Regions from separate parts of the Mus musculus genome. Here all the other regions are linked to region 1. The links are chromatin contacts, called in public Hi-C, HiChIP or PLAC-seq and promoter capture Hi-C maps. All regions are on one chromosome and are shown on one strand. The core of a region is the stretch at or near the end of the contact, and the rest is flanking DNA. Distances in the headings are between cores, read along the strand shown. Region 1 holds the start of Cdkal1 (CDK5 regulatory subunit associated protein 1-like 1). Region 2 overlaps 2610307P16Rik (RIKEN cDNA 2610307P16 gene). Region 3 overlaps 2610307P16Rik (RIKEN cDNA 2610307P16 gene). Region 4 overlaps Gm40841 (a long non-coding RNA gene). Region 5 overlaps 2610307P16Rik (RIKEN cDNA 2610307P16 gene). Region 6 overlaps 2610307P16Rik (RIKEN cDNA 2610307P16 gene). Region 7 overlaps 2610307P16Rik (RIKEN cDNA 2610307P16 gene).

Region 1 (3,772 bases), core at 681-3,180:
GGAGGACCAGGACTCAAAGGCTGGTCTCAGATACAAATCAAATTTGAAGCTAACCTGGGCTATGTGAAAACTGTTCTCAAAAAAGAGAAAAAAACAAAACAAAACAATTCTCATGCTTCAAAGACAATATGAAGACCATGAGAGAGCATGCAGTGGGAGGAAACAGTAGTAACTCATAGAATACAATAAGGGCCTCTCATCAGAGTAAATAAAGAACCCAAAAATACAAACAACCCCAAATTAAAATACGGGAAAGGGATCCCAACAGACATACTTCCAAACAAGATATATAAGTATCTGATAAGCACAGAGAGCTGTCAGTAAAGTCAGCCATGAGGGAAAGGCCATTCAAACCCACAAAGATATACCGTTTCACACTCCCGAAGACAATGAGAATTACAAAGACAAGTAGCCATGTTTAACAGCAGTGAATCACATCGCACAGAAAGGAAACAAGAATCTGGCCTGGCATGGTGGTGCACACACTCAATCCCAGCACTTGCAAGTTTGGTCTATATAGTGAGTTCCAGGCTAACAAGGGATAAACATTAAGACAACATCTCAACAAATTTAAAAAATAAAAATAAATTTTAAAAAAAAGAGAGAGAGAGAGGGAGAGAGAAACAAGACAACCCAGCTAGAAGAGGTACAGAAACAAGCCTTCAGGAATGCCATATTTGGGCTGCAGAAATGGCTCAGAGTTAAGAGCACTGATTGCTCTTCCAGAGGACCAGGGTTCAATTCCCAGCAACCACATGGCAGCTCTTACCTGTCTGTAATTCCAGGATCTGATAACCTCACAAAGACATACATGCAGGCAAAATCCCAGTGCACATAAAATTATAAATACATATTTTAAAAAAAGAAAGAAAGTCATATTTAACAGCCAGGTAGAGAAGTAGGATATAACAGGGACTAAGCAACAGCCAAACAAGAAAACAGATGTGCCACAAATGGGAAAGAGAGCATGTCTCGCTTCTTAATGAAAATGAAAAACTAAGGAAGAGATACAAAAATGTCTCTCCGATGAAGTTATAGGGAAATCTAGTTTTCACAAAATGATACTGGCTAATTACTAAAAACTTAAGACATCTTTCTTCATATTCTAATGCAGAACTAATTACTCAAATATTAGAAACTAAAATAAACCAATACCTTGATTTTCTGAAATTGGTCTCAAGTCCTCTTGAAAGATGAATCTGAAAAATTAAAATTAATTAGAAAATGCGAGTACCCTATAAGTTCATAAAACCAGTGTATGACCTCTTTACAACTTCCTTAAAAAAAAAAAAAAAAAAAAAAAAAGGATGCATCTAGCCACTTTTTAAACTGCTACCCTGCACTGTAACACCTGAGCACAATGAAAATCACCAAGTAAGAAACAAGTGATCCCTTATGACACAGGAAAGTTTTCTAAGCAAGGGAGCAAAGAAAAGAGGGGAAGGGGGCGCAAAAACACAAGCGACCTCTGCCCCTATGCCCAACTTCAGTGCAAAACACTCATCTCCTGAAGCCCTGATCGCGTAGCACAAGTACATTCACGGGTAAAGCGAGAGGGGAAATGAGGCTAGAGCAGAATGGAAGTCCCTGACGTCGCCAGCCAGCAGTGTCTGCCGCCACGCCGGCCTCTCTCCAGGCAGCGCTCCAGAGTCCGACTCTCCACGCCAGCCGCCAAGTCTTTTCCAAACTGCGAGAACAAGCGGGCGATCGGCCCAAAGGAGAAAACCTGCGGAAACGAAGCTCCGCCCAAAATGCAGCTCGGCCCACGGTCGCTGAGCACTGATCCATTTGCCCCAGTATACACAGATCCAGAACTTCACCTGTCCGAACTGAGAGGAAAAAAACCACAAGCCCCTGCCAGGAAACTGCACAGACTTCAGATGGAGAGCGCCATGACACTTGTGTCCCGCCGGGCTGATTTGCGCATGCTCCGCGACGGTAGACCGGAGAGGTCAAAACAGATCGTTGTTTCAAGTTTGCGTTTGTTTTTATCTATAATTATTACCACATTCTTCTACAAACAAAGGTGAAAATACACTCCTACCTCATTATGTTAGCTTATCAACTAACTTCTGCTAAGTTATAACCTTATAACTTGTCCTGCACAGTTAAGAGATTAACATAAACATCTTGCCATTTATTATTACTACTCATTATTCACAAAAAGGGACTGGAGACTTTAAATACTTACCAGAATAATTACCTCCGGAGTAAATCATTTTCATTACATTCATTACATTTTATCAGTTCCCTCCTCTATCTATCTATCTATCTATCTATCTATCTATCTATCATCTCTATCTCTTTTGAGACAGCATCTCTCTATAAAACCTTAATTGCACAGTCACTCATTATATGGAATGAACTGGCCTCGAACTCACAGATCGACCTGCCTTTACCTCCAGATCTCTAGGATTAAAAGCATGCTCCACCATGCCCAACTAATTTCCTTCTCTTCTATAGAGAAGAATAACTAAAATAATAGTTGTTCTATCGAATAACAGAAGTCAATTAACACCAAACTCGTGCCCACATCTACCTCCTACTGCTGGGATTACGGTTGTGGCCCACTGCAGTAGGCTTATATTTCTGCTTCTGCAGAGACAATTCAGCCGAGGTAGTCAGGTTTCATTTAATAATTCCATAAGAATACATAAGAAGAAACCTTTATACTTTCTTTGTCAGTAATGCATAACTTTATATTTAAAAAGCAAAAAGAAAGGAATGATGTGAAAAATATGGAACAAAATCTTTATGTTTTCAAAGGGATGAAGATTTTTGTTGAAGGATGAGTGGTTTAGCAGTCTGTGTATTGGGACCCAGGGACTTCTGCATGCTAAGCAAGCACTGTACCACTAAGCTGCATCTCCTGACCCTAGGTTTGTTGTTGTTGTTTGTTTTCTTGCTTTTGTCTCCATAGTGAAAACTGAATGGGAAAATGTTAGCAATAATAAAACCAATGGACAAAGGAATAATAAATCCAGAAATTACAAAAAATTAAAAACAGATTTAGTTTATAACTTTAGCAATTATCGGTTGTACTATTGAATTTAAACCAATCAATAACTTTTCATGAGACACAATGTGTGTGAGTTTAATTCGCTCTTTAAAAAGTGCATATGAATTGTTTGTGCAGAGATTGCATGGACATAATAGCGACAGTCTTAAGACAGATAAGTCTATTTCTTAGGCGAATGGGACAAACGTAGATGTGAACTGTAGGGATTGGGCATTAAATGTGCTGTGATTTACATTGACTTTCCACAGCCTGTGACCAAAACCCAGCTCTAATTTCAAAACAAGGGGTGCACATAAGAATCGATGTTGGATACAGGGACTGTGAAGATTGATCCTGTATAAGAAATTACTTGACAGAATAAGGCTCCCCTGGCTGAAAACTATATGACAGTAATTTTTTGTTGTTGCTGTTGTTGTTGTTTGGTTTTTTGGTTTTTTTCAAGACAGGGTTTCTCTGTATAGCCCTGACTGTCCTGGAACTCACTTTGTAGACCAGGCTGGCCTCGAACTCAGAAATCCACCTGCCTCTTCCTCCCAAGTGCTGGGATTAAAGGTGTGTACCACCACCGCCCAGCACAACAGTAATTTTTAAGGAAGATTTTTTCCCCCCAAGAGTGGATGAACCCAACAAGAAAGAGTGATAGTGTGAACAAAGAGAAAACAGGAGGAATGCTGTAGCAACATCAAAAGAAAGGCTGCCTCTAGTGAATGAGTGCCTCAAAATATAGGGTAAGAGGGAGGAGCTGAAGCTCTT
Region 2 (4,185 bases), core at 404-2,903, 1.1 Mb before region 1:
TCACAAGAACAAAGCCAGGCATGGTGACAGGCCTCTGGAATTCTAGTGGCCAGGAAAAGGAGACAGGAGGATCCCTAGAGCTGGCTCTCCAGCTAATCTTGCTGAAGCAATGAGCTCCAGTTCACTGTCCCATGTTCAGTGGAACCACTACCTCAAAAATAAAGTGGAGGGGACTGCAGAGTAAAGAGACTGCCCTGGGGCTAAGAGCACGCAATGTGCCTGCAGAGACTGAGTTTTGTTCCCAGCACCTATGTCTGGTAGTTCATAAGTGCCTAACGACCACTCCAGGGAATCTGACATCTCTGGCCTCTGTGAGCACTGCACTTAAGAATACAAACTCATGCTCATGCATACACATCTATACATAATATAAAATAAATAAAAATGAATATTAAATCTAAAAAGTAATAATAATTAAAGAAGACACCAATAATAACCAGTCTCTGGCCTGTATGTACACTCGCATACACATGACCCCATACACATGCATACACACCATATACCACACACACAAAACAATAACAATAATAAGTAACCTCTATTACTAATAAGTAATGTAGACCAGAGTTGGAAGAGCCTGTGTTTAGCATACACAAGGCCCTGGGTTCTCCAAAAACAAAAACAAATAAATGTTATTAATTGGCCTTTTAAGTTCTACCATCCCAGGGCCCCAGACTCTGTGTCATGCTTTCATGCAAGAGCGTGAGAGTTACTTTGCTTCCTACAATACAGCTGAGGATGCTTTCTCGAGTTGTTCAAGCAAATACAAGCCACACATGGGGTATTAACAGAAAGAAAATATTGAAGGGGGATAACAGAACTGGTTAACCATGCCCTAAGGCCTCTACCACTAGTGAATTTTAGAGACATCTTAACTCACTACTCATAAATGTCCCTGAAAAAAAAAATATTCTCTCACGTTAAGTGGAGGAAGAGACACAGGTCAGGTTTAATAGAAGGCCAAGGGAAAGGGTCAACGCAAGAGCAAGAGTTCACAGTAAAGCCAGAGCAGAGGGGGGCCAGGCACAGCCTTTCGGATCTCAGACAAGACAGGGGAAGCCCTTCCCTCTGCAGCCTTCTCCTTTGCATCCGCCCTCACCTTCAGGTCTGAAGTAAACCTGAGCCAGGAGCCTCCTGGTGCAAGCAACCCTCTCAGAACTTAACAGTCTCAGGTTTTAAGCAACTCTTAGAGCCTCAAGGTCAGCTAGGGTACACACACACACACACACACACACACAAAGAGGAAAATAGGTCGGGAAACAAGAAAAAAGGAAACAAGTCACTTGGCAAACCAACCTCCACGGAGAATTAGCTTCTGAAAATCTTCTGAGCAAACAATTCACACCATAAAACAGCTGCTGCTTGCCATCTGCGGGTCCTAATCAACACACGCACATACACACACACACACACACACACACACACACACACACACACACATATATACTTCTGCCCAGTGGTACCCTGGCTCCTAGCTATTTCCTGTCCCCTTCAACCTCCTAAGCAATTCTTGGTCAAAAAAACGAAGTCACAAACTTACAGGCACTGACAGTGTTTTCCTAGGGTAGATTCTGTCCAAGACGTTATGACAGTAACAGAAAAAGAGCAAGCAGGCCTTCAAGTCCTGACGTCTGCTCACCACTTTCAAAAACTGGCTCCTGACCTTATTCTCACTTGGGTCCTTCAGGTCCAGTCGGTGAACTCTGGACCTTTACTGGACCAGATCAAATCATTTCTAGAACCACTGTACCACATTTTATTTAGTCTTTCTGTTCCTCTCCCCCAGCCTCAAACGAATGACTCTGTGCCAAAAAAAAAAAAGCGGGAGGGGGGAGAGAAAGAAAAAGTTGCTGTTTGAGAGAGTATCAGCATGCTTGATTCATGCCAAAGTTTACAGCATAGTTCTATCCTGAGCCACAGCGAGGATGGGCCGTTGTGGGGGAGGGAAATGGAGCCAGGCAGCTGTTTTTTCAATAAACTCTAGCAGAATCCCGCCCACTTCCTGCACTGGCTTCAGGGACCCCAGCAGAGAGGAGGAGGAGGCAGCCAGCGAGATCTTCCTCCTCCAAGACTCAGGCTACTGCCTCCCTGGCTCGGACCCTCCTGATCCACCCCTGAACCTCAGGAGGGCAGCCAGAGGGTTTGTCCCAGCTCCTTTGGATGTTTATTTCTGGTCTCCAACTCCCAGGAGAGTTTCACCTCCTCTCTCCCTAATCTTAGCCCTCCCCACGCTCCACCCTCCCCCGCCCGTGTATCCTAGCTCTGAGGCACACCAGGCATGACTGCAAAAGCAGGGAAGGGAAGGGAGTGCGTTTCTCATCCCACACCTTCCAAGAATATGCTGGCCTTCCCTCTCTGCAGCTGTGGTCATCAGTCCCTCGGCTCCTCAAGCCAGCCTTTCCTCAGGCAAAGCCTCTGAGTTCAGTTTCTTTTCTGGAGTGGGAAGGGAGGGCAGGAACATGAGAAGGCACGGAAAAGCTGCTGCGCCCACCAAGACCAAGCAAGCGGCTCAGTCAGCCCTAAAGCTTTAATTTGTTAACTTAGAAACCCCTGGGGCATTGCAATCAAAGGAGGGCTCCACCCAGCAACACCTCTGATTACTTTTTTCCCTTCTAGTGGGCAAGTAAAGAAGAGGGGAAATTAGGACAACCGTGTGCAAAACAGAACTACTCCATAACACGGACTTGGCTCTCACAAGGTCCAGATTACGGACTCAACACCTCCATGCCTGTCCAAATGGAAAGAGAAAATACTCAGGGTGCAACCTAGATCCAGCTGCCCAGACAGCCTGCCAACCAGAGCATCAGTAAACCCCAAATTGCTGCTCAGGCCCCAGATGGCTTTTTCATTCCTTCTTTCTTTTTAAAGTTCTTTAGGGTTTTCTAGTTCATACTGGTAAACTGACTCTTTCATATCCTGGTTTTAATATGCGCGAATCAATAAGCAACAAACCCTTGGTGTGAAAGGGTCTGGTATAAGCATAGAAGTTTATACACAGTGACTGTGCAAGAAAATCAATCTTTCTTTTAAAAAGTCTCAGATCTTTCATAAATGACTCAACAGTAACCAAAGAATGAAAATGATTATGTCATAGTTCTGTTAATGATTGAAATATAAATTAAAAAAAAAAATCAGGCTCGAGGAGATGGCTCCGTCCATAAAGTCCTTACTGAGCAAGGGCAAATATGATGTCCTCAGTCTGATCTCCAACACCCACATGAAAGACAGGCACAGCTGTGTGCTCCAGAAATCCAAGAGCTGGGGAAAGGAAGGTGGGAGGGCCCCAGGGCTCCCTAGCCAGCTAGCCTGGCTCAACTGGTGAGTTTGGGCTCCCAAGAAAAATCCTGTCTCAAAAAAGAAAAGGTGGGAAGCAACTAACAAAAACATTACTTTGACCTTTGACCCCAGGCACATGAATATAATCACCTACTCCCCGCCTCTCCCTCCCCCTCCCCTCTCTTCCCCCCCTCACCACACACACACACACACACTACATGAGTTGGCACATAACCAACCCTAGGTCACCCTGTATTTCCAAATAGAGAAATAGAGATCTCATATAGCCTAACTCACTGACTTCCATTTAAGTCAAACAAAAAAGGCTGAACTGTTTCAAAAGGCATGAAACACCAAAAGATAGGCAGTCTTTTATGATTTGGCCTAATATATCAATCACAATTGTTGGCATCAAAAATGGTATTTCTCAAAAAATATAGTCTCAAATAGATGATGCATACCCTTGCTACATACAACTCAGGTCCCACTGCACCCCCACCCCCACCGTGTATAACACTCAGAAACACTGTCTTTTCTCAAGCTAAAAGAAGTTAAGACCCAATAATGACAACTCAGAATTCCAAAGTACTGCTGCGCTCTAAATGAAGAATCTGATTTTCAACCTCTTATCTCCCTTCTTCATTCCTAGGACCAATGAAGCACAAAAGGAGGGTAGGACAAACAAGAATTTAAATAGAAGACCTATTCAGACTCCAGCCTTCTACTCTGAGGTCTAGGCCGAGGCTTCAAGAGCTGAGCCAATGAATCCGTAAAATGGACCATTCCAGTACAGAGGCTAATTAACCTCTACTTTCCTTTTGATGGCAGAAGTTAGTCAAGGTGTGGGAAACAGGAAGTAGATTTACAGTAACAGTCTTGGATGGCCAGCTACCTGAGTTCTTCCCAGTC
Region 3 (3,880 bases), core at 451-2,950, 1.3 Mb before region 1:
TAAGAGGAAGAGAAGAAAGAAAAGACTTCAAGGGAAGGAAGGGAGGTGGAAATACAGAGGAAAAAAAGAGGAAGGAGAAGGACGCCAGAAGGCAAAGTAGGACTAAGATGGTCGGGATCAGAATCCGTCCACGTTCTTCCACAACTTTGGAGAATGGGATGGAGAGCCACACCTGCTAGCATCAGGAGTGACAATTCGTCTTCTGAGAAGAGAAACCTTATTATGCATCATGAACCTACAATGAGATTCCTAAAACGGACCCAGTGGATATACAGAGACAAGAGAAAGTATATATGCACTCTACTTTTGAATATTTCTTCTCTCAGCCCACCATCCACCTACTAAGCTGCACATATCCCCACATAAGCAAAATCAGGAAAATGGCAATTATTTGGATGGTGAGAGTATTCCTTCAGGCAAATGCTGTTTCTGGAATAATCTAGCATAACAGGATTCATCCTGGATACAGAGCAGCACTACACTGACACTAAAGTTTATGATTACTGTCACAGCAATATTTTCCTACACACACTAATAAACCAAATTTAATAAAATAAAAGTAGTGTGCTCAAGGATATAGGGAAGTGATATTTGAAACCCAGGTCCGGCGTACTGCTGAAGCTAGAGGGTACTTTGTCAACAGAGGCTGACCAAAATGGAGGGGCATTAATCAATGAGAGGAAAGGGAAGTAAGTCAGCAGAGATGAACACACGCAGAGACCCCTGCTATGACTCTGCTGAGATACCCCATAAATCACACATGATACCTGAACCCCAGTGTGTGGCGACTGATGTCATGTCCTGTGAATGCCCTTTTTGATTCTCTTTAAAGTTGTCTTTAAAATCTAACCTTAGGAACAAAAAAATCAAGGACTGGGGATATGGTTGAGTAATTGAACATTTGCCTAGTATGTTCAATGCCCTGTGCTACCTAAACAAATAAGAATCAAAAGATTACGAATCAAAGCACAAAGAAGAAATTCTCACAGAGAAAGGCTCATGATCTGATTTTTTTATCATCTCTTTTTCTCTAAATCTATCAAATGAGTAACACAAGCAAAAACTAATAATCACCATCCCAGGAAAACTGGAAGCCTTCTTCAAACACAGTAACTTTCCTGAAAAAGAACATCCTACAGATGGCGTCTGCCTTCTAAAATATTATAGATGACACAAAGAAAAACCAGGCTCTGAGACGGATCATCAGATCGTTTGGTTCTTAATAGACAGCTGTGGCTAATGTGCGCCTCAGCCCACATTGCAATCCTGACGCACACACCCTGGCGCTGAGGTTATCAGGCAACTCAGTGAAATGGGACAGAAAACCCCCCAAGGAGCCAAAGCTCCGGAATCTGCTAGACTCATTTCCACGCTCACCCGGGAACCCAGAAAATCACTTTCAGATGCAACCCAGGACAGAGGCTGCCTGCAAGGAGAAGCTTCGATGTACACAGTCTTCCCCAGCAAACCCCCCCGCCCCTCCCCCCCCCCCCCCCCCCGTTTTGCCCTTCACAGCTACCAGTCTTTTTTTTTTTTTTTTTTCTGGAATTCACAAACTTCTTCACAGCAAAGCTTTCTTGCAAGGCTGCTGACTGCCCATCTCTTTCTATCCATTCAGTGCCTGGAAAACACAAGAAGGGGAGACAAAGGGCAAATGCCAGTCTGTGACCTCTGTCTGGATTTAGCGGAGCGTGATGTGTGAATCAGGTGTGTGGAATGGAGGTTTCCATGGCAACGAGACTGCCAGCCAGGCAAGGCTTCACATACTCTTTCTACCATGGTAATAAAAACAATGAGGCCACCTGAGGGACCTCAGCAAAGAGTGAGGCAGCCAAGTTCAGGGTTATCGAGTGACTGGGCGGACCTGGGTCTGCATGAGGTCTACCCACACCCTTAGCACTGGATTCTTTCCCATCAGTGCCTACTGAAGTCCACTCACCACCTTTTGCTGGAAGATGGCATGATCTCTCAGAGGAGTTTCTTGAAAGTGTTATGTAGAAAGGGCTAGGGGAAAGTGTGTAAGCAAAGATTCAGCTATGCCCGTCCACACATTGAGCTATTTTGACCCACTTTGATACTAGGTGCCTACTTGACAGAAGTATTTCCGCTTTCTGGAAGCTTCTTTGCCTTACCTTTGAGTGTGTGTTTGATTTGTACTCTCAGGCCACTAGGAAAGGATCCTGAGCTACATTTTGTGTTTCAGGAATTTAAAATTTTATACTAAATTTTGGTTGTGTAAACACTAGAATTATTCAAAACTTAAAGAAAAAAAAGCAGCTTGTTTTTAAGGCCCAAGAGTTGGATTAGCAGAAGGGAAAAGGGCATACAATTTTAATGAAATCAAAGCTTGCCTTGATTTGTGGGGATGCCCAGTCTATGTGGGGCCCAGGCTCTGAGATGGTTAACAGGTCAGCAGCAGGCGGGATCTGAAGGAAACTGGAAGACAGCAAATTACACTTCCTCTCCCCCCACTGTTTTTAGCTCTGCTCTTGAAGGGTTTCAATTCCTTCACAGCATCACTCCACAGGCTGAATAAAAGTTCCTCCTGCTACTTGGGTTACAGGTCCTGCTTCAGCAGACTGTGACAGGCCCTGCTGTGATCAGCCTGTCCTTTCCAATGCACCAATGGAATGTGTCTCACCACACCTGACTGGCACCCGGAGGCCACCCTCTGCCTTTCAGACAGCTCCTCGTGGTGCCCTAGGATATGCCCACCCCAGAGTCTGATTTACTGCACCAGCTACTCCTCTGTAGCTTCAGCCACTGCAGTTCACAGTGGCACTGCACATCCAGGCAAATTCAATGAATTTTGGTTGCTACAGAACCCCTTATCAGCATGAGATAAGCACAAATATTCCAGGTGATAGTGAACCATGCACAATATTGCACCCTGTGCAGTCATGCTTTTCCTATATGTGCTTGCCCACTGTGTGCACACACCATGCTCCTCCTAAATGTATATACCCACTGTGTGCACACACCATCCTGCTCCTATATGTATACACCCACTGTGTGCAAACATCATTCTGTTCCTATTTAGACATACCCACTCTATGCACATACCATTCTTTTCCTGTATGTACACTTCTACTCTGTGCACACATCATGCTATTCCTATCTGTACACACCCCTCTGTATACACACTATGATTTTCCTATCTGTACACACCCATTCGGTATATACACTATGCTTTTCCTATAAGTACACACACTCTGTGCACACACCAAGCTGTTCCTATATGTACATTCCTATGACAACATTTAACTTTGAGTTAGCATAGTAAGAGATTAACAATAATGGATAAATTAGAACAAATACATTTTATTTCAGAATATTACTTTTAGGAATGCCTGTCCCCCTCCTTTTCTTTGCTTCAGTTCCCCCCTCCTCCCATCTCAAAGGATCTTAATTCCTCACTGCACAACAACAATATTTTCAGACCATGGTTGACTACACCAGATGGAAAACTTGGAGTTTAAACTCCAAGTAAGTTTATTCTTTCTCTCACCTGGTCTCTTTACTTACAGTTTCCTACACATAGCATGTAACCATTCCTTAATATTTCAGCTAAGACATTGTTCCTTTTCAGGAAGCCTGTCTCTGAAATTTTTTACAGCTCCCTTGTCCTTCAAGAGTATCCAGCACTCTCTGGGTATGTCTGGGAGATTGTTTCCAGATGCTGAACAGAAGAGGACCTATCCTGATGTGGTCAGCACTGTGCCATTAGGTAGGGCCCCAGATCAAATAAAATGGGGGGGAAAAGAGGAAGCCAAAAGAATACTTGTCATTGCTACAGACCAGGATGCTCCACAGACTTGCCATTCCCACCCACCATATTGCATATTCCTCTAATTATGAATAAGAAAGTCTCTTCCTTTAA
Region 4 (4,333 bases), core at 1,435-3,934, 1.4 Mb before region 1:
TAGGCCAAATCCGGCCCATTGCTTGTGTCTATAAATAAAGTTTTATTTAAAGGCAGTCAGGCTCCTTCATTTATATACTGTCTATTACTGCCTTTTAGCTATATTAGGCAAGGTGAGTAATTGCATAGCGATCAGGAAGCCCATAAAACCTAACTACTTGGATTTTCATCACTAAATATGTCCACATATAGCCAATTTCATTGTACATTTATGATTTTTTTCCTTCTGAATAGCTACCAATGTATTCATTTTTTAACTAGCTGGATGATCATTAGTCTGCTCATCCATTCATCAATCAACCAACTTCTCTGCACCTAGCACATGGACAAAAGAAGGAGGAGAGATTTGGGAGAATCTAACTGGCATGTAATGCTGAACTAAGAAGAGAAAGCAGTGAAAAGGAAGACAGGTTGGTTTCAGGCTAAGGGGCAGACAAGATCTCAGCTAGCACAGCTTGGGCATTTATAAATCGTTGAAACGCTAACTATTCAAATACTGATGCTGAAAATCCTTGGGCTACCATATGCTAGCATGACTTCACAAAGGCACAGTCTGACTTACTGTGGGTTCTTCAACAATATTGAGATGGTTTGGAAGAGCTATAGCTACTCGGAGATATCAGAAGGGCTGATCACCTCTAAGCACTAGGACGCAAAGCCCCCAGGCCTTTCCCCAAACTCTGGGGATTAGGTGACATCAGAGTTTGAACTGGATATTTGAGGGAGATATTTTACTTGGATACTAACTGAACTCAGTGACCCCTAAGATCTAATCCCCCAAACTTCACTGCTCTATTTTGGGCCTTATAACTGGAAAAGATAGCTAATGTGTGAGCAGAAAGAAATGCTCACCTAATAAATAATCAATGTAACAAGTGCGGGTACTTGTCCCTTTGGCTGTCTAATCAATGGCAGTGGATGAAGCGAATACTATTGACACACACTAAGTGAATGTTGGAAGTTAACTTTAGCCGAAGTTAAGTAAGCATAAATTACATTCAAAACTATGTTCTCTTTGTTTGTGTTGGCACACCAAATGCTTACCTCTTTAGTAATGGTTGAAAACCATTAAAAAGGGGAAAAGGGGAAAAGGGGAAAGGGGAAAGGGGAAAAAATTAACAACTTAAACATCCAAGTAAGATTATACTGAACAATTCAATATGGCCAACTCATTTTTCATTAAACAACGGACATTTATACTGTGAGTATCATGCATACCTGGACACAGGCTATAGATTCCCTAAATTAGGCATCTATGTATTAAAGAACACTAATTTAAAATATGTCCTTATTTAGGGGTTTTAAAGTTGACTTTTTATTTCTATATTCTAGCACTTAAATATTTAAGTACCTTTATACCAACTTAATCAAAGTGAATTACAACGGAAGAAAGGCCAAAAATATTCCTTTGATAAGACAATTTTGAAAAAAAATGCATCACTTTGTAAAGAGGAACACCCAAGGATATTTTATATTCATAAAAGCAAATTGACCAGTTATTCAATTATGAAAGATGGTTTCTTGCTTGGAGCTCCTCATGATTAATGCTATTGTGGGGACACTCCTAGCTAGCGAGAGCACAATTCAACCCTACCACATTCTCTTTCCTAAGGTGTCTAAAACATAAACAGCACTCAATGGATTTTTTAAAGGGGATGATCAATAGCTTTCTGGGTTAGATACCACTAAATTATTCTTGCTTTGTTTTCACTACAGTGCCTGTATCTACATAGTTCTGAATACTTTTTAAACCTAAATGGAAATAAGAAAATCCACAAATAAATATTCTCTTGCCTCTTTACACATGGCCAGGAAATCCAGCGACACAGCTGAGCACCCTCTTCCTTCTCCTTTCCAGGACTTATGCTCCTCAGCTCCTTGTTTACTTGTGAACTCCTAGGACTTTCTTACAAAAATTAATTTCAAATAAATATAACAGAATAATAACTACTTTCAGCACAAACACCACAGATAGCATATAATTAAGATGAGGGGGGAAAAAAACCAAAGTATTCTTGAATACGCATTGCTTTAATTTTTCTCTTGATGGACTTTCAGATTATTTTTAAATGATCTATTAAAAAATCCTCTTCTTGTAAAGAGCTATTAAAACTGCAGACACTTGGGAATGCTGGGGAGGGAAAGTGGGTCATGTTGCAAAATTGATTATGTGAGCTCTCTCTACTCAGTGCCCATGTCAGCAACATGGAAAAGCAGTCTCCAGACTGGATTCTACAGCCACACTTTCTTCTGCAGAGAAAAAAAAATGCAAAGCAAAACAAAACAAAACAAACAAACAAAAGAGTGCTTTTTGTACACTGGGAAACAAAATGGGTGGGGTGGGAGCAGTTCAATTCTATCCCTGAACACAAACACCAAACTGGACTTTTCAAAAGACAAACATAGCCCAGAAAAAAATACTTTTGTAATAAAAAAATGGTGTGTGTGTGTGTGTGTGTGTATACATATATATATATATATATTCTAAATCTGGAATCTTGTCTATCTTACTATCTTATTTTAAACAAGCCAGCAATTGCAAGCTTCAATCTGTTTGGATAGAAAAGAATTTATGTAAATGTTTTGTTCAAGCCCAAAAGGGAAAGGGGTGTATAAAATATACAGTGTATAAAAGATGCATGCCCAACTCCAAAACAGCTTGATACACAGGGGACCAAAAAAACCCATCTGCCCTTCTGCTAGGTACGCCCAGCAGTCCTGAAGCTTAAATATCATGCCATTTGCAACATGGTTTCAATGACCCCAGCAATAAGAGATTAACCAAAATTTCATAACTGCTCTGTTCTCCTGCCCTCCTGGCTCTTGGGGATGAAGGGCAGAAGGAAGAGAAGGAGAAGGTCAAAGAACTAATAGAAACAAACAAACAAAAAGAAGTCTCTATTTTTTGCACTCTTTCTTGGCACTTGAGAAAGAAAAAAAAAAAAACTGAGGCAGATCAATCTGTACAATGCTAAACCAAATCTCTTTAATTCCAGTCAGCTTTTATCATTCAGTCGCTGAGTCTCTGTGTGGAAAAATTCATGCTAATTCCCCCTAGCAACAGCTTCAGCCTATCAGGAGACTTTATGTACCGTGCAGCTGCCTGCCAGAATAACTCTAAGTAGGTCAGGCCTGTATTTCTAAAAATGCTACGGTCTAGTAACCCCACTGTCCCGTCTGTCTGCCCTGCCCCATAATAACCTCAATTGCTTGGTGACACAATGACATACTATCCTGTTAGAGTGCAATCACATCATGCTACATTATTCTGCAGGAGCATGGCTGGGTGAAGGACCCTCCGAGGGGCAGCATTAATCAGACAGCCATTCATGTCCACCAGCGTTTCTCTCTAGAAATGGGGACTGCATTAATGACCAGCTGTTTGAACTAACACAAACAAAATAATGTCTTCCACCCTGTTGGGTGCACAGAATACAGCATTCTGATCTGGCAGGTTCCACCTCTTGACTAAATCGAAGATGTAAATTAACTGGGCTCAGACAACATAGGCTTTGGCAATCTTAAAGTGAGTATATTTAAATTATATTACATGTGATTCAAAAAGCTATTGATTTCATATACACGTCTCTCCTTGCCTACAATTTTCCTTAATCCACGTTTTTAAAAGGAAAAGTGCATACACGGGTAACATAATACATATGTGCATATTGTCCAGGGACTCAACTGCAGGGGCTGAACTAAAATTGACTTCGCTTCGGGCAGAGAAACAAAGCTGGTCAGTAGTAATTGTGCAGCATGAACACAAATACAAATACTAAATGCACGCTGCGAAGGAGCACTGAAAACAAATAAGAGTAAACACGCTGAGCCTGCTAGCCAATCAGCTCCTCCCACCAGCTCCTCCTGGAGGCTCCAGAGAACGCCCCACACCTCCAAATAACAGAGACAGGGGATGGAAGGGAAAGGTGCCCTTCAACATCATATAGTGGTATGTCGCTTCCTCACAGGGTTACCAACAAGATAATTGCAAAAAAAGAGCTTCTTCAGCGTATAAATTAAGAATACCAAAACAACTCAGAACCTGCAGTCAGGTTTTAATTCTATAGTAGGGATTTTAGAATCTAATGGGGACATATGTCCTTGGGTGTACTTTTAACTTTCTCCCATTGGCATACAAAAGCGAATGGGTATATACGGAGACAGGACCCCAGCAGTGCAGTACCGGGCTGTTTGGGACGGTATTTTACAGGGACGGAGCTTGCATGCTCAGTCTGCATGCTTATGGGTCCCCTGTTTGATCTAACAAACACCCTCCTATACGCTGAGCATTTCCTGCCAGAAGTTAGGCAGAATCCAGCCAGTGAGATGTGCAC
Region 5 (3,767 bases), core at 1,206-3,705, 1.4 Mb before region 1:
AAGTCATATATGAGAGGGTTTGGAGAGAGAAGAGGAGAGGGAGAAATGCTACATTTATATTATAACTGAAAACCAACAACAGAAAAGGTACACTTTCATTCCCTACCATGTAAGCGCAGCTGTCTGTAAATAATTTTTTAACTCAACAGCAAAACAAATACTACGCTGCCTCTAACCAACAGCATTATCAATAATAATCCCTTGTGTGTAAGATGGTCTAACTTCTGTTTTCATTACTTTAGGATCTCATGAAGGCAATATATAATCAGTAAAAATCATACTTCCAACTTTGAATTCTACCGTTTATCAGGCTAGGTAAATGACTTTGATGTTGTCTTGAGCAATGACAACAAACAATCCCCCCTGCTGATACTTCTGTTGACCACCATGATCATTAGGGTGAACCACACATACTCTCAGTGCACTGTGTTAATAAGTTATGATGCTAAGGAGGTTGGGTGGCTTAAAGTCATTTGTTTGTTTGTTTTGCCTTACATCATTTTTAACTGGCAATGGTTGTATCAAAGCATAGTTACACAGTACACTGAGAAGGACCTGTAGAGCACCCAGGATACTACACACTAGTGATTGCTTAATGGGAGAAGTGTAGAAATATTCAGACATGATTGTGCAGGATATATCCATATAGTCTTGAATTATCAAAAGTTGGGGAAAAAATCAAGAGAGGGAGAAGAGAAGGAGGAAACAGTGCCTTTTGCAATGCTATGTATAGCATGTCCATGAGTTATCAAGAGAAGCACAGTAGTAATTAAACAGGACAACCTCAAAGGAGGAACAGCTATCTTTCACTCATAAATGACACAGAACATTATTTCATTTCATTCCCGGTGTTGTGATTAAGATATCCTGACAAAAAGCTTCATGACCTGAGTTCGATCCCCTGGAACCGAAACCCACAGAATGGTCAAAGGAGAGAACTAGTTTCACAAAGCTGTGCTGTGAACTCCACGTGCATTCATGCACAAATGTTCCACCCATCCACCTACCCATACATACACACCCAGGACATGCACTCGCTCACTCACACCCACGACAATTATAACTTCAACAAGTGATATGAGCATTCAAATTTGGTGTTGCAGATTTGAAACCACATAGACATTTCTATAGGTTAGTGCTGGGATCATGGCTGGTTCTTCTGTTTCCATTTGACTCAAAGCCATGGTGTAAGTAACTGACAATTAAAAATCAAGAAAAGTCCTAGGCTCTGAATTAGCATCTTAGACAAGGAACTTCTAGAAATACACAGGAAACACCTCTTGGGGACAGATTATATAAGAGACAAAATCTGTCATTTAATTTTCAAGCAGATAAGATAATTTCCTCCTGATAGGGTTTCCCATAAGTGATTTCTGAGGCTCATGAAAACCCTTTGGCCACAGGTTCTTCTTGAGGTTGGCTCTGTTCTCAACATGTTCTTTCTCATTTGACATTACGAGGAAACTAGGCTACTTAATGACAGTACCAAGGGACCTTGTGGGAGTGCTACAAAGTTCACAGCTCTCAAACTCATCTGGTCCACTCTAAAAGCCAGTGACTGACTGCAGTGCTTCGAAAGCATCTTTACTGGTCAGGGCAAAATGATCTTCTCTGTGTATGCCCTATTGTACCTCTGAAAGACTTCCCAAGATTTAAGTGACTTGAGTGGGAAGAAAAATATTTAAAAAACAAAACAAAAAACTAAAACTCAAATAGAAAGATGAGCACCACCGATCTCATTTTGAAAATGGACAAATAGCTCTAAAACTTAGACAAGCAATGGAGGAGAGCCAAGATCCTAGTCCTCTGACCACCTAGGTGACTTCATCACCTCACGGTATTTTAACGACATTAACAGTAGGACATGGCACAAACACTTAATACAAACTCATGGCACACCATTCTGGAGGGAAAGCAAGCAGTGCACAGTCGGACTATATTTGTTAACTGATTTCCTGGGTTTATCGTGAACTCCATCAACACAGGGAAGAATAAACTCTAAAGGGTGAGGGACAGACGGGGTCACAGGTAGAATTTGTGTAAGGAAAGTACAAATGATCAGAGAAATCCACACAAGTTTTACTATTTACTAAGCATTTGCCCTTCTAAGGATCTTTGAGCACTTCTCAAACTTTCAAAGGAAAACAAAAACAAAAAACAAAAACAACAAAAAAAGTATTTTCCTCAGAGGGATAAAGTTTACTGCAATTGAGGCTTTAGATGGGGGGAAAACTAACTAAGCTGGGAAGCGCCTAGAATGTGCTCACAGTAAAGAAAGCATGTGATCACTTTCAGAGTGGGCTCTGCACTGGGACAGTCTCTCCCAGAGAAACATGTGCCCCTGGGGGAGGGAGGTGGCCCCTGAGGGAGGGAGGTAGCCCTCTCTTCTAGGTTGGGAGGAGGCATCCCAGCCTGGGAACTCCCCTGCAGCAGTGTGTTTTGGTTACACTTCCTATCAGCAAGCAGACAGGAAGCATCAGCTGACAAAGAGGCAAGCAGAGGCCAAGGCTACAGCAGACAGCGCTTTTGAGGCCTGACTTTGAAAGAGCGGAAACCATGTGGGAATTACTTTACTATTAAACAAAAAGGCTTCAGGTGGCTTTACATTAAAGGAATACTGGCAGCCACAGCCCAGGTCTCTACACTCCCCACCCACCTTCTCAGAGCCTGCTCTTCTTTTCTGTTTAAATTTTACAAGCCCTGTGACAAGCAACGGAAATTCCCTAAATATAAATTAAGCATTGTGTGCTCTCAAGATACTCTTGTTGGCACTCAATCAGTAGTTTGGTATTAAAGTCTATCAGATGGTTATTTGGGACAAACTTCACATGTGTGTGCACTATGTGAATATACCGTACCCTTAATCATTTCATTCTCGATCTGTGTACAGACTCCCTACTATGTCCACCATCATAAATGGACACATCTCTGCTTCATCTCACGGGGCTCCAGGCCTCCCAGACTACATCTCTCCAGAGATAGAAATGGTCACTCTTAGAACAGGCTGGATAATGGTTACGTGAACCTTGGGACAGAATAACTGAGCTCACTTCCCGCTTCTTGGACTCAAAGACAGGAGGTCTTTCCACAGCACACTGTTCACCAATCTGGCCACCCACCATGTGTTCCCACTGATGTAGTGTGAAAGGGAGGAGTAAGGAAGGGGAACACTAACAGTGTCAGCTGAGAAGGGCTAGCTAGGACCTCACCATCTGAGGCCACTCACAGCCATGTTGCCCTCCATGGAAAAACGCCATTAAGCATCTCCGATGAGGGCTCTCAATACGTCTGTGCACATCCTCAGTGGCCCCAGGGATGTACAATGGCTTGAATTATGAATGTGAGCCGTCACTCCTAGCTATGGGCCCTGTGCTAATCAATTTACTCATTGCCATGACAAAACATACGAAACCATCCCTGTATAGAAAGAAGGGTTTATCTACATTCATAGTTTGAGCATACAGTCCGTGGTGGCAGGGATGGCATGGTGGTAGAAGCTTGAGGCAACTGGTCACATGGCACCCACCATGGCATGCTCAGCTCATTTTCTCCTGTTTCCTCAACCCATGGGATGTTGCAGCCACATTCGGGTGGGTCTTCTAAGCTCTGTTCAACTTTTTACGAAGGAGCCTTGTAGACATGAATTGATTTCCACAGTGGGTCTAAATCACACGTTGACAGCTGAGATTAGACATTAAGATCCTGTCTTACACTTACACACACACACACACACACTATGAACCTACGTCTGCTATACAGGCTTACAG
Region 6 (4,296 bases), core at 881-3,380, 1.3 Mb before region 1:
ATATATGCATACATACACACATAATAGATAAATAAAAGGAAATAATAAAAGAAGGATCATAGAATGTGATGAAATAAATGGAGAGACAGTGGTTTTAAAGCTAACATTTGTATGTATTTGCATTAAAATTCTATTATAAATTAGAAAACTTAATATATTAATAATATTTAAAGATATATATGGAGAAGAAAAGTTCATGGATACCAAAATCCAATTAAAAAATATAGAACTCAATCCTAAATCCTCACTTTCTGTAGCTATTTTAGCATTATTTTATGGATTATAGGTATTATTAGCTTTGTCATGTATTAGCTCTAAGAGATTAGACGAATGCTTGCATTAGTAAGTTTTCTGCTGCCATAACAAATTTAAGTAAGACTTAAGTATACAAACAAACTAAACTAAAACTGATAATGGCAAAACAGCATGAACCTGAAAGAGGAGAAAGACAAAGGGACCCATCAGAGAATCAAAAGTAGCCACACACTCAGAACAGGGCTGCCTATGGAAAATGAACCTTGGTTCTACCTACCATGGATTTCTTATTTTAACAGAACAAAGTGAATACCAATGGATAGTTGATGCAATGCAATGCAATTGCATCAAAATTGGAGAGTTCTTTTCAATAAACAGTATAATGGGGCTGGAAAGATGGCTCCGTTGGTAAAGGAACTTGCCACACAAGTTTGGGAACTTGAGTTCAAATCTCAAGAACTTGCATAAAAGCAGTTCACTCTGTAAAGCCCAGCACTCCTAAAGGAGAGACAGAGGGCACTGACAGGAAAACCCACAGCTAGCCAGGCATTCCCAGTTAGTCTCAAAGAAGGGATGGCACCCAAGGTTATCCTCTGACCTCCTCCTGCAAGCCTTGGCAGAAATACACACACACACACACACACAGAGTTACCAATGTTCACAGAGAAGAATCAAAAGAAGATACGCTTGCCATGGGGAAGAATCACGCAAGGCCTCCCTGAGTATATAAAAGGTACCGATGTATAAATAGGAAAAAAAATATAAGTACACTTTCAGTGGAAATTTTTTAAATAATTGTGAAAGAAAATTTATAGAAGAAATGATCGTCTAAGGAAACCACTCATCAATAATCAAAGCAAATTAAAACAAATACATTCACCTTAGAAAATGGGAAAAGTAGGAGGTTTAAGAATGCCCTGGGCTGGTGGGGAAAGTGGGTATTTAACACTCAAACTGGCATGGTGTGTACTGGTGAGGGGTCTAAGAAAACTTTATAAACTTACCCAGCGAACATGCCACCATCTGTCTTTGCACCCTAAGATACAGTAAATGCATTAGTTTAGATCCAAAATACCCACTCCTTGGTGTTCTCCAATGAGGGATCTATCTAAAATTTCTTGTAGCAGTCATATTTTTGGGAACATGATACAGAGAAAATGTGACTCTCCCTGGGGGAGAATATGAATAAAATGTAGACCATACCATGAGCAGTTGAATAAAATGAATTTGATATATACACAATAAAGAGCAACTGAAAATATAATGCCCAGAGGAAGTGGTACAAAGAAATAAATGGGATCCATAACTCATATAAATTAAAAATGCAATTACAACAAAGTAACAATGTGTTTTACAATGCACACAGTGACAAGCATGGACACTTTGGGTGAAGCCTGAACAAAAATGGCAGGGGTCAAGTACATACCAACAAGGACTCAGGCAAAAGCAATCAGAGCCCTAGGAAAGTATAGGTATACAGGTGTACATGCACATAGAGCCACCAAACACAATTTTTATGAGATAACACCATCTAACCACACCTAAGGCACCTCACTTCTATCTTCTTCTCTTCTTGTTTCCTATTTCATTTTTAGTGTTGATCTCTGGCAACTACGATGATTGCAGGTTACAGCTTTCCACCTTAAAACCCTGAGGCAGACACTTAGAAGTATACAGTGAGTCCCTGGACCAGTTGTAAGTATCACGCATTCATCAAGGGCTCAGGGTCACAAACAGATCAAGAGCCAACAGCAAACAGACCATAGCAGATGCCTTTCCTTGGTTGCCTTTTCCAAAGTGTCACATCCGGGAGCGGGCATAGGGAGGGGCATGAGGAGCTGCTCTGGGCACTGACTACACTTCCGGAGAGAGAACTTTTCACCCCAACTTCAGTCAGACTTCAGTCTGACTGAGACCAAAATGAAAGCAGGAAATGAGGTTCCATGCGCAAATGCATGCAGGGATATTTTGAAACAGAGGGATGTCTTAAAGTGCCTTAAACACAGCAAAGTTAGTTTCTCATAAAAATAGGAAGTGAGAAAACACGAGAGGATGTGTGTGAAAAGATACAGGCTGGTTTCAATAGATTAGCAAGCTGAGAGGGCAAGAGGTGAGGGTGGACAGCAGAGCGAGACAGCGTGGTCCTCACTAGGTTTTATTCAATACACAAAAAAACAAAGCACACTAGAATTTCTGTCCTCAAACTAACTAAATTCTGTCTCATGAGAGCACCTTTATTCTTCTCCCAACGCATAGCTATTGAACCTTTTGAGAAAGTGTTTAGCTTGGCTAAGACACAGCTTTCTCAGAATTAAACACTTTCTGGGTTAAAGGACAAATGGCCCTCTGCAAGGCAAAGAGCTCACTCCACCTTTATGAACACGCCCAAGAAGAAAGGTGAGGAGGAGTGGTGTTCGGGTTGCACTGCATGGTCCTGGCTCTCTGGAGTTACCAAGGACACAGGGAACGGGCAGCAGTATTGTACCAGCACAACATAATGGGGGAAGTTTAGATCCAGAAAATCCTCCAGAAGCCTGTGTATTAAAAGCTAGGTCAATCACCCCAGAACAAAATGAGATGGGGTGGAATTTTTAAAAGGTGGGGCTTACAGGAGGAAGTTAGCCCATTGGAAGGCTGTCCTTCAAGAGGATACTGGGGACCCCAGCCACCTACCCATCTTATCTTTCTTAGTTTCCCAGCCATCGTGAGGTTAAAAGGTGTCTTCTACTACACTCTCCCACCATGATACATTTTGCTGTTATAAGCTCAAAGCAACAGGGAAGTGTCCATGAAATGAGACCTCACAAGCCAAAGTGACCTCACAAAAGTGAGGTTGCAAGCCAAAGTAAGTCTTTCTTCTTCATATGGTGATGTTTTCAGACATGTCATCATAGCAATGGAAAGATGACCAATCCATGTCCTTGTAAACTACATGACAAATTGTGTGTAGAAGTTTTTAATGGCCAATGGCATGAGCCTAGGTTTGCAGTGGGCACTGGCCAGGACTCTAATTAATACTACACTTATAAAATGATATTGTTAACTATATAAAATGGGGCTGTGAGATAACCTAGCAGCCAAAGGTGCTTAATGCCACCTAGAAGAGAAATCAAATATACAAAGGGGATATAATGGCATTGGGTCTATTAAGCCAGAAAAGGGTAGAGAAGAGGTGCCTGCTCCAGGATAATGGAGGCAGGCAGGCATACTCACAGCATTATTTTAAAACAGCTGCTTGTTACTGGATGAGAGGTGACCACACACTACATTGTATTCAACTGAGATTTCAATGAAATCCATGGGAGGATAGCAAGCCTAACGAAACAATTTCCTGAAAGGGCTCTTTTCTTGTGACTTCACAAGATTACAGTACTCCTTCCACAGATCAAGAAATGGCCCTCCACAGATACTCAGTGAGGTCCTCAGGAGGACATGGGGGCAGAGCTGCCATTAACCCAAAGGCTGTATGGCGTCACAGTATCTTGCAGTAAGCATCCTGATTTCCCATAAAGCACACTCAATTGAGAACAAGCTAAGAAGAACAACATGCCCATAACCCCAGCACTTGGGAGGTAGAGGCATAACAATGGAAAGTTCAAAGTCAGCTCTGCTACATAGAAAGGTGGAGCTGAGCACCATCTACATGAGACGGTGTCTCAAAATTGAAACAAACAAATAACACTAGGAAGGAAGATGATGGAGGCCATCCCAGCAAGTACAAAGCCCTGGGAGCAAGCTCCAGGGTTGACTTCCTTTACTGTATCTAAGCAGGGTAACACGGACCTGTTATTATCATTCAAGAGGTATCGGCAAAAGGATCTCAATGTTAAGAGCACCTTGGGCTATAGAATCAATCAATCAATACAAACAAAATATAAATATTAAAAAAATGGCCAGGATAGGCTTCAGAAGTATAAACTAATGATATCAGCATTTTGCCTTTGATTATTGTACTAAGGATATTATACACAGTGTTTGATGCAAGTGAACCCTCATCCCAGAATTTGCCAGTCAGAGGCAGGAGGACTGCTGCAAGTCCAA
Region 7 (3,781 bases), core at 266-2,765, 1.2 Mb before region 1:
CCTCATACTCATCAAGTGTGGTCTGGACACAATCAACTGCTAGTTTTTATTATTCATCTCTCCCTGGCAAATGCACAGAGTTGCTCACTTGCTGGAGAGGGGAGGCACATGCGTGTGCTTCTAGTTCTGTTCTTGGAGATCTGCCCTTTATTTCCCACAATCTTATTCAGTTTGGTGGCCTCACCACCAAACATGTGTCTACCTCAGGGTACATTCTCAAAGTTTGCCACAGATACTCCAATACCCCAGGACTTGTGGACCAGTGCACAAAGTTTCTCATCTTCATCCCTCCACTGTGTCTCACCATCTATCAGATGCTAGGCCCCATCCTTAAGAGTCACCTTTGACATCCCTCTCTCCATCTAATTGATCCACAACTAATTGATCCTATCATGCCTGGGTTTTACTTTCAGCCAAGAAATCTACACTTCTATCCTCTGGTGCCCTCTCCAGACTTCTAGCAAGCCATGTTGTAGTTCAGTGTGTATTGCCCACCCCCACCCCCAGCAAGCTCAGAAAGGTCCCCTCCCTCTGGGCCCTTCTATATCATGCTTCTTTATTTCAATTCCAAAAGCACAGCCATGTGGGCAACAGGATCTGTGTGTTCACATCATCAGGATGAAAAAGAAACTATATTCACTTAATGAAATTTTTGTAAACCTTTCTCAGGTCACATCCTTAAAAAAACATGCTCATGTTTCACAATTGTGGCTCCTCCAATAGAAATTCCTCCAGAATAAAACATTTAGTAAGCTATTTCACCCACTAATCCAAAAATTCATGGCCAAGTTAGGAGCAAGGTACAATGGCAATACCAACCTAGATGGAGACATAAAAGCCAACAGAGAGAGAAGCCTGGAGAGTAAAGGGAAAGAAAAAGAAAAAGAATAAAACAGAATCCAAGTAGAGGACCAGAAAAATGGTACAGGTAAAAGCATGCTGCTCTTATAGACTTCTGGGATTCAGTTCCCAACACCCACATCAGGAGTTCACATCCATTTGTAACTCCTGATCAAGAGTGTCTAGTGCCCCCTATTGGCCTCAGCAATCACTGCACTCACAGTCTCAAATCCACACAAGAACAGAAGGACACATGATTAAAAATAAAATAAAACCTTAAAAGAAACAACAACAACAACAATAATAATAAAACTCAGAACCCGGGATGGTCCACCATTGCTTCTCCAATGACAGGCGCCCACACCACCATCCCATGCTACATCAGGACTTTTCCAGAAGGTCTCCCACCAGCTCAATTACAGCTGAGGGAGAGATATTTCAGGCCTGTGCATTTTTCCTTTAGCTTCAGGGTGATGCAATGAAAGCTGAATTTTCAAAGAATAAAACTGCTAATTAGGAAGCTGGGCTCACAGTTTCCAAAGGCTGAATGTTAACGAGGTCCTTTTCTTTCCCATCTTTGGGGAACACAGTCATTCTTTCCATTCCTGACCCCACACAAGGAGTGTTGACTATGTAAGCTCTTGGGGTATCCTGGATAGCGCAGAAACAGGGTAGCGAGAAAGACCAGGCCCATGTGTGCTGCCTGGTAGAATAAAATTCATTTTACCCCTGAGTTAAGTTGATTACTCAGACTCTGAAAAGTCCTCCCTGCCCCCACCCCGAGCACACACTCACATTTTCCTTATGCTAAATGGCTCTAGGAAAACAAGCAGGGCATTATACTTGGCTCCTTGGAATGAGATCAGTACTAGTTTCAAATTCCCTTGTGGAGCAACCCCAAGGCCATAAGACCCTGTAAAAGTCCCAGATGCCTAACAGCTCAGGAAGGACCTAACTATGACAATAAAGCATTACTTAAGTAATGGGGGGAGGAACAGCCCCTGACTGGTTTTGTAGACATTAAGCAGGACCAGGTCTGCAAACAACCTAGGCTCAGTCTGGGCCGTTCCCTGGAGTGGAAGCCAGAGAGAGCCTAGACCTTCTTGAAGGGCCAGGCAGTCATTTTCTGCACCTGGCACCATCTGTGCACACCCAGCCAGGCCTGTTGGCAGAGCAAGTCTTGCAGACCATTACTAATGTGGTGGGGTCAGTGGGGTTGCTCCTGCAACCGGACACCTATAGATTTCAAAGACTGGCCTTGCCTCTACGCCAGCTCATCCATCCAGGGCAGAAAACAAGCATATTTTTATTTCACTTTTTTTTTTAATTAAAAAAAAAAAAAAAAACCGCTGACTTTTAAAGATCTCCCTCTGAGAATGGTACATGAGCTAGGTGCCAACACCAGTGGAAACATGGGTGTTCAGGGCATGAAGCTAACTCATGGATCCTTTGCCAGAATTTAGGAACAAGCTCAAGAAGACAGCTTTCCTCAGACAACATGAGCATTTAAAAGAGTGACACCAGGGCTTCGGTGTGGCTTACTTAGCTTAGTTAGTACAGTGATCAACTAGTACAAAGCCCTGGGTTCAACATAGCCTGGCATAAACCAAACCAGGCCTGCTTGTACACACCTATAACCCCACAAAGGAAGTGGAGTTACGGGAATCAGACATTCAAGGCCATCTTCTCACTATCCATTGAGCCACTCTAGGATACATAAGATCCTGACTTAATTAATGAGTTAGCAACACAAGAAGGGCATTATGAGAAAAGGTTGAATGTCAAAGTTGAAGGCCACCTGAGCTGTGTCTCTAAAAGAACAGCCAAGGCCTCCTTCCTAGGGTCTGACTATACCTGCCTGGGCAGCAGATACACAGGAGAAACGTGACCTCTCTGGTCAACTGTTCACAATTCATCCACTAACTCTGTCTCTCACTATCAACTGACTATGGAGTCTTTCCTACATGCCTGCCGTTTGGCAAGAGTTTGATATGCCCCCAAACTTCTTTTATTGAAGAGGGATCAGGGCTCTGAGCTGAGATCCATATGCTGGTTAGGGACAGGCAAGAACCACAAGGAAGAGGTCATGCAAATCCCACCTTTAAACTCCAGTTTGTAACAAACACTGACTGACTAGTCTTGTTGAAGTACTAAAAAATTTTAATTTAGTTCGTTACTTAAATATGATTTTTTGTTTGTTTGTTTGTTTGAGAATGGTTCTGTGGCCAAGGTTTGTACTCATTTCTTTGTCAAATAACCCCATTATAGTTTTCAGGTCACAGCATGACTCAAACCCATACAGTCAAAAATCTACAAATCAACCAGCCACAAAAGGAAGACATGACTATACCTTCCAGAGAAACTGGATTTTGTTTAAATTAATTAAAGGTTTAAAGAAATTTCATGATAAGTGACTTCATCCTCTTACTCTTGCAGAGATATCAGTTTCCCTACTTAAAACCTTAACAGAGTGTAAATCAAGGTAAAGAGGTGGGAATCAGGGAAATTCACAAGCTAAAATCGAATTCATAATGTCTCTAAGCAAGATCACCTTCCTTATAAAACCTACAACACTCACTAAGTGGGCTGAGAGATTTGCGAGCCTGCCATAGCTTTTTGGCATAACTGGAGAAGTAGGTTTGCTTAAGTTCATATTGAGTAATCTATCCTTTCAGTTTTTCCAGCCCCCAGGCAACTACAGATAACTCCAAGCTGACCTGGATCCTGTCATATTTGCATTTCCCTACCCCAGCCCTTCCGTGAGTAGCTCAAGCAGCATCCTCTAAAAATAATGCATTTCGTCACTTAGATCCTTAGATTACTCCCTATCACAGAAACACTGCTGCCTCCACAACAGGCTTCCTCTCAGCCATCAAACTCCCCATCTGGATATTGCAAGAGAGCTAAGCACACACAGCACACAGGCTCAACGCAAATGCAT

Evidence for each region. Promoter capture Hi-C pulls out the DNA fragments that hold promoters and counts their contacts. Hi-C and Micro-C count contacts between places; a contact is called where the count stands out from the background. HiChIP or PLAC-seq counts read pairs in DNA pulled down with a chosen protein or histone mark.
Region 2: a promoter capture Hi-C map of hippocampal neurons shows a contact between it and region 1, with 2.8 times the contacts expected there. The contact joins the enhancer-like site here to the promoter of Cdkal1 in region 1. A contact is called at or near these places in 8 of 39 promoter capture datasets (the 3T3-L1 cell line, the C10 cell line, cranial neural crest and 3 more), 1 of 484 Hi-C or Micro-C datasets (uterus), 5 of 115 datasets of contacts at active chromatin or transcription factors (the 230-238 cell line, the SCID.adh cell line, embryonic fibroblasts and 2 more) and 1 of 9 other capture datasets (adipose tissue).
Region 3: an H3K27ac HiChIP or PLAC-seq map of large pre-B cells shows a contact between it and region 1, with 5 times the contacts expected there. The contact joins the enhancer-like site here to the promoter of Cdkal1 in region 1. A contact is called at or near these places in 7 of 39 promoter capture datasets (the 3T3-L1 cell line, the C10 cell line, the HPC-7 cell line and 4 more), 1 of 484 Hi-C or Micro-C datasets (embryonic fibroblasts), 2 of 115 datasets of contacts at active chromatin or transcription factors (large pre-B cells and pro-B cells) and 2 of 9 other capture datasets (adipose tissue and liver).
Region 4: a promoter capture Hi-C map of pre-B cells shows a contact between it and region 1, with 8 times the contacts expected there. The contact joins the enhancer-like site here to the promoter of Cdkal1 in region 1. A contact is called at or near these places in 10 of 39 promoter capture datasets (the 3T3-L1 cell line, the HPC-7 cell line, HPC-7-derived erythroid cells and 6 more), 11 of 484 Hi-C or Micro-C datasets (the HPC-7 cell line, the N1E-115 cell line, cranial neural crest and 8 more), 4 of 115 datasets of contacts at active chromatin or transcription factors (embryonic stem cells, large pre-B cells, regulatory T cell precursor and 1 more) and 3 of 9 other capture datasets (adipose tissue, liver and pancreatic islet).
Region 5: a Hi-C map of B cells shows a contact between it and region 1, with 8 read pairs. The contact joins the enhancer-like site here to the promoter of Cdkal1 in region 1. A contact is called at or near these places in 7 of 39 promoter capture datasets (the C10 cell line, the HPC-7 cell line, hematopoietic stem and progenitor cells and 4 more), 1 of 484 Hi-C or Micro-C datasets (B cells), 5 of 115 datasets of contacts at active chromatin or transcription factors (cardiomyocytes, double positive thymocytes, embryonic stem cells and 2 more) and 2 of 9 other capture datasets (adipose tissue and liver).
Region 6: an H3K4me3 HiChIP or PLAC-seq map of bone marrow-derived macrophages shows a contact between it and region 1, with 6 times the contacts expected there. The contact joins the enhancer-like site here to the promoter of Cdkal1 in region 1. A contact is called at or near these places in 4 of 39 promoter capture datasets (embryonic stem cells, hippocampal neurons, liver and 1 more), 1 of 484 Hi-C or Micro-C datasets (bone marrow-derived macrophages), 2 of 115 datasets of contacts at active chromatin or transcription factors (the NIH/3T3 cell line and bone marrow-derived macrophages) and 2 of 9 other capture datasets (adipose tissue and liver).
Region 7: a contact with region 1 is called in an H3K27ac HiChIP or PLAC-seq map of stem cell-derived neural progenitor cells, with 5 times the contacts expected there. The contact joins the enhancer-like site here to the promoter of Cdkal1 in region 1. A contact is called at or near these places in 3 of 39 promoter capture datasets (the 3T3-L1 cell line, liver and pre-B cells), 3 of 115 datasets of contacts at active chromatin or transcription factors (embryonic stem cells, large pre-B cells and stem cell-derived neural progenitor cells) and 2 of 9 other capture datasets (adipose tissue and liver).

Annotation. Positions count from the first base shown.
Region 1 is chr13:29,853,743-29,857,514 of GRCm38.p6, forward strand. Cdkal1 (CDK5 regulatory subunit associated protein 1-like 1) reads right to left here and starts at 1,931. Exons shown (of 16, transcript NM_144536.3): 1 at 1,821-1,931; 2 at 1,156-1,199.
Region 2 is chr13:28,755,983-28,760,167 of GRCm38.p6, forward strand. All of the region lies in intron 3 of 2610307P16Rik (RIKEN cDNA 2610307P16 gene), which reads right to left. Among named protein-coding and RNA genes, the nearest start is that of Mir6368, 47 kb to the left of the region's middle. Within about 2 kb of position 1,654, at least 286 of the 459 cell types and tissues checked have an H3K27ac peak or open chromatin away from gene starts, as enhancers often do. A contact at or near this core is called in the 230-238 cell line, the SCID.adh cell line, adipose tissue and 5 more, where this site is marked.
Region 3 is chr13:28,542,906-28,546,785 of GRCm38.p6, forward strand. All of the region lies in intron 7 of 2610307P16Rik (RIKEN cDNA 2610307P16 gene), which reads right to left. Among named protein-coding and RNA genes, the nearest start is that of Gm40841, 120 kb to the left of the region's middle. Within about 2 kb of position 1,701, at least 77 of the 459 cell types and tissues checked have an H3K27ac peak or open chromatin away from gene starts, as enhancers often do. A contact at or near this core is called in embryonic fibroblasts, where this site is marked.
Region 4 is chr13:28,413,242-28,417,574 of GRCm38.p6, forward strand. All of the region lies in intron 1 of Gm40841 (a long non-coding RNA gene), which reads right to left. Among named protein-coding and RNA genes, the nearest start is that of Gm40841, 6.1 kb to the right of the region's middle. Within about 2 kb of position 2,685, at least 117 of the 459 cell types and tissues checked have an H3K27ac peak or open chromatin away from gene starts, as enhancers often do. A contact at or near this core is called in the HPC-7 cell line, the N1E-115 cell line, forebrain and 5 more, where this site is marked.
Region 5 is chr13:28,499,891-28,503,657 of GRCm38.p6, forward strand. All of the region lies in intron 7 of 2610307P16Rik (RIKEN cDNA 2610307P16 gene), which reads right to left. Among named protein-coding and RNA genes, the nearest start is that of Gm40841, 80 kb to the left of the region's middle. Within about 2 kb of position 2,456, at least 107 of the 459 cell types and tissues checked have an H3K27ac peak or open chromatin away from gene starts, as enhancers often do. A contact at or near this core is called in B cells, the HPC-7 cell line, adipose tissue and 3 more, where this site is marked.
Region 6 is chr13:28,598,816-28,603,111 of GRCm38.p6, forward strand. All of the region lies in intron 6 of 2610307P16Rik (RIKEN cDNA 2610307P16 gene), which reads right to left. Among named protein-coding and RNA genes, the nearest start is that of Mir6368, 110 kb to the right of the region's middle. Within about 2 kb of position 2,131, at least 89 of the 459 cell types and tissues checked have an H3K27ac peak or open chromatin away from gene starts, as enhancers often do. A contact at or near this core is called in adipose tissue, bone marrow-derived macrophages and pre-B cells, where this site is marked.
Region 7 is chr13:28,689,081-28,692,861 of GRCm38.p6, forward strand. All of the region lies in intron 3 of 2610307P16Rik (RIKEN cDNA 2610307P16 gene), which reads right to left. Among named protein-coding and RNA genes, the nearest start is that of Mir6368, 20 kb to the right of the region's middle. Within about 2 kb of position 1,516, at least 51 of the 459 cell types and tissues checked have an H3K27ac peak or open chromatin away from gene starts, as enhancers often do. A contact at or near this core is called in stem cell-derived neural progenitor cells, where this site is marked.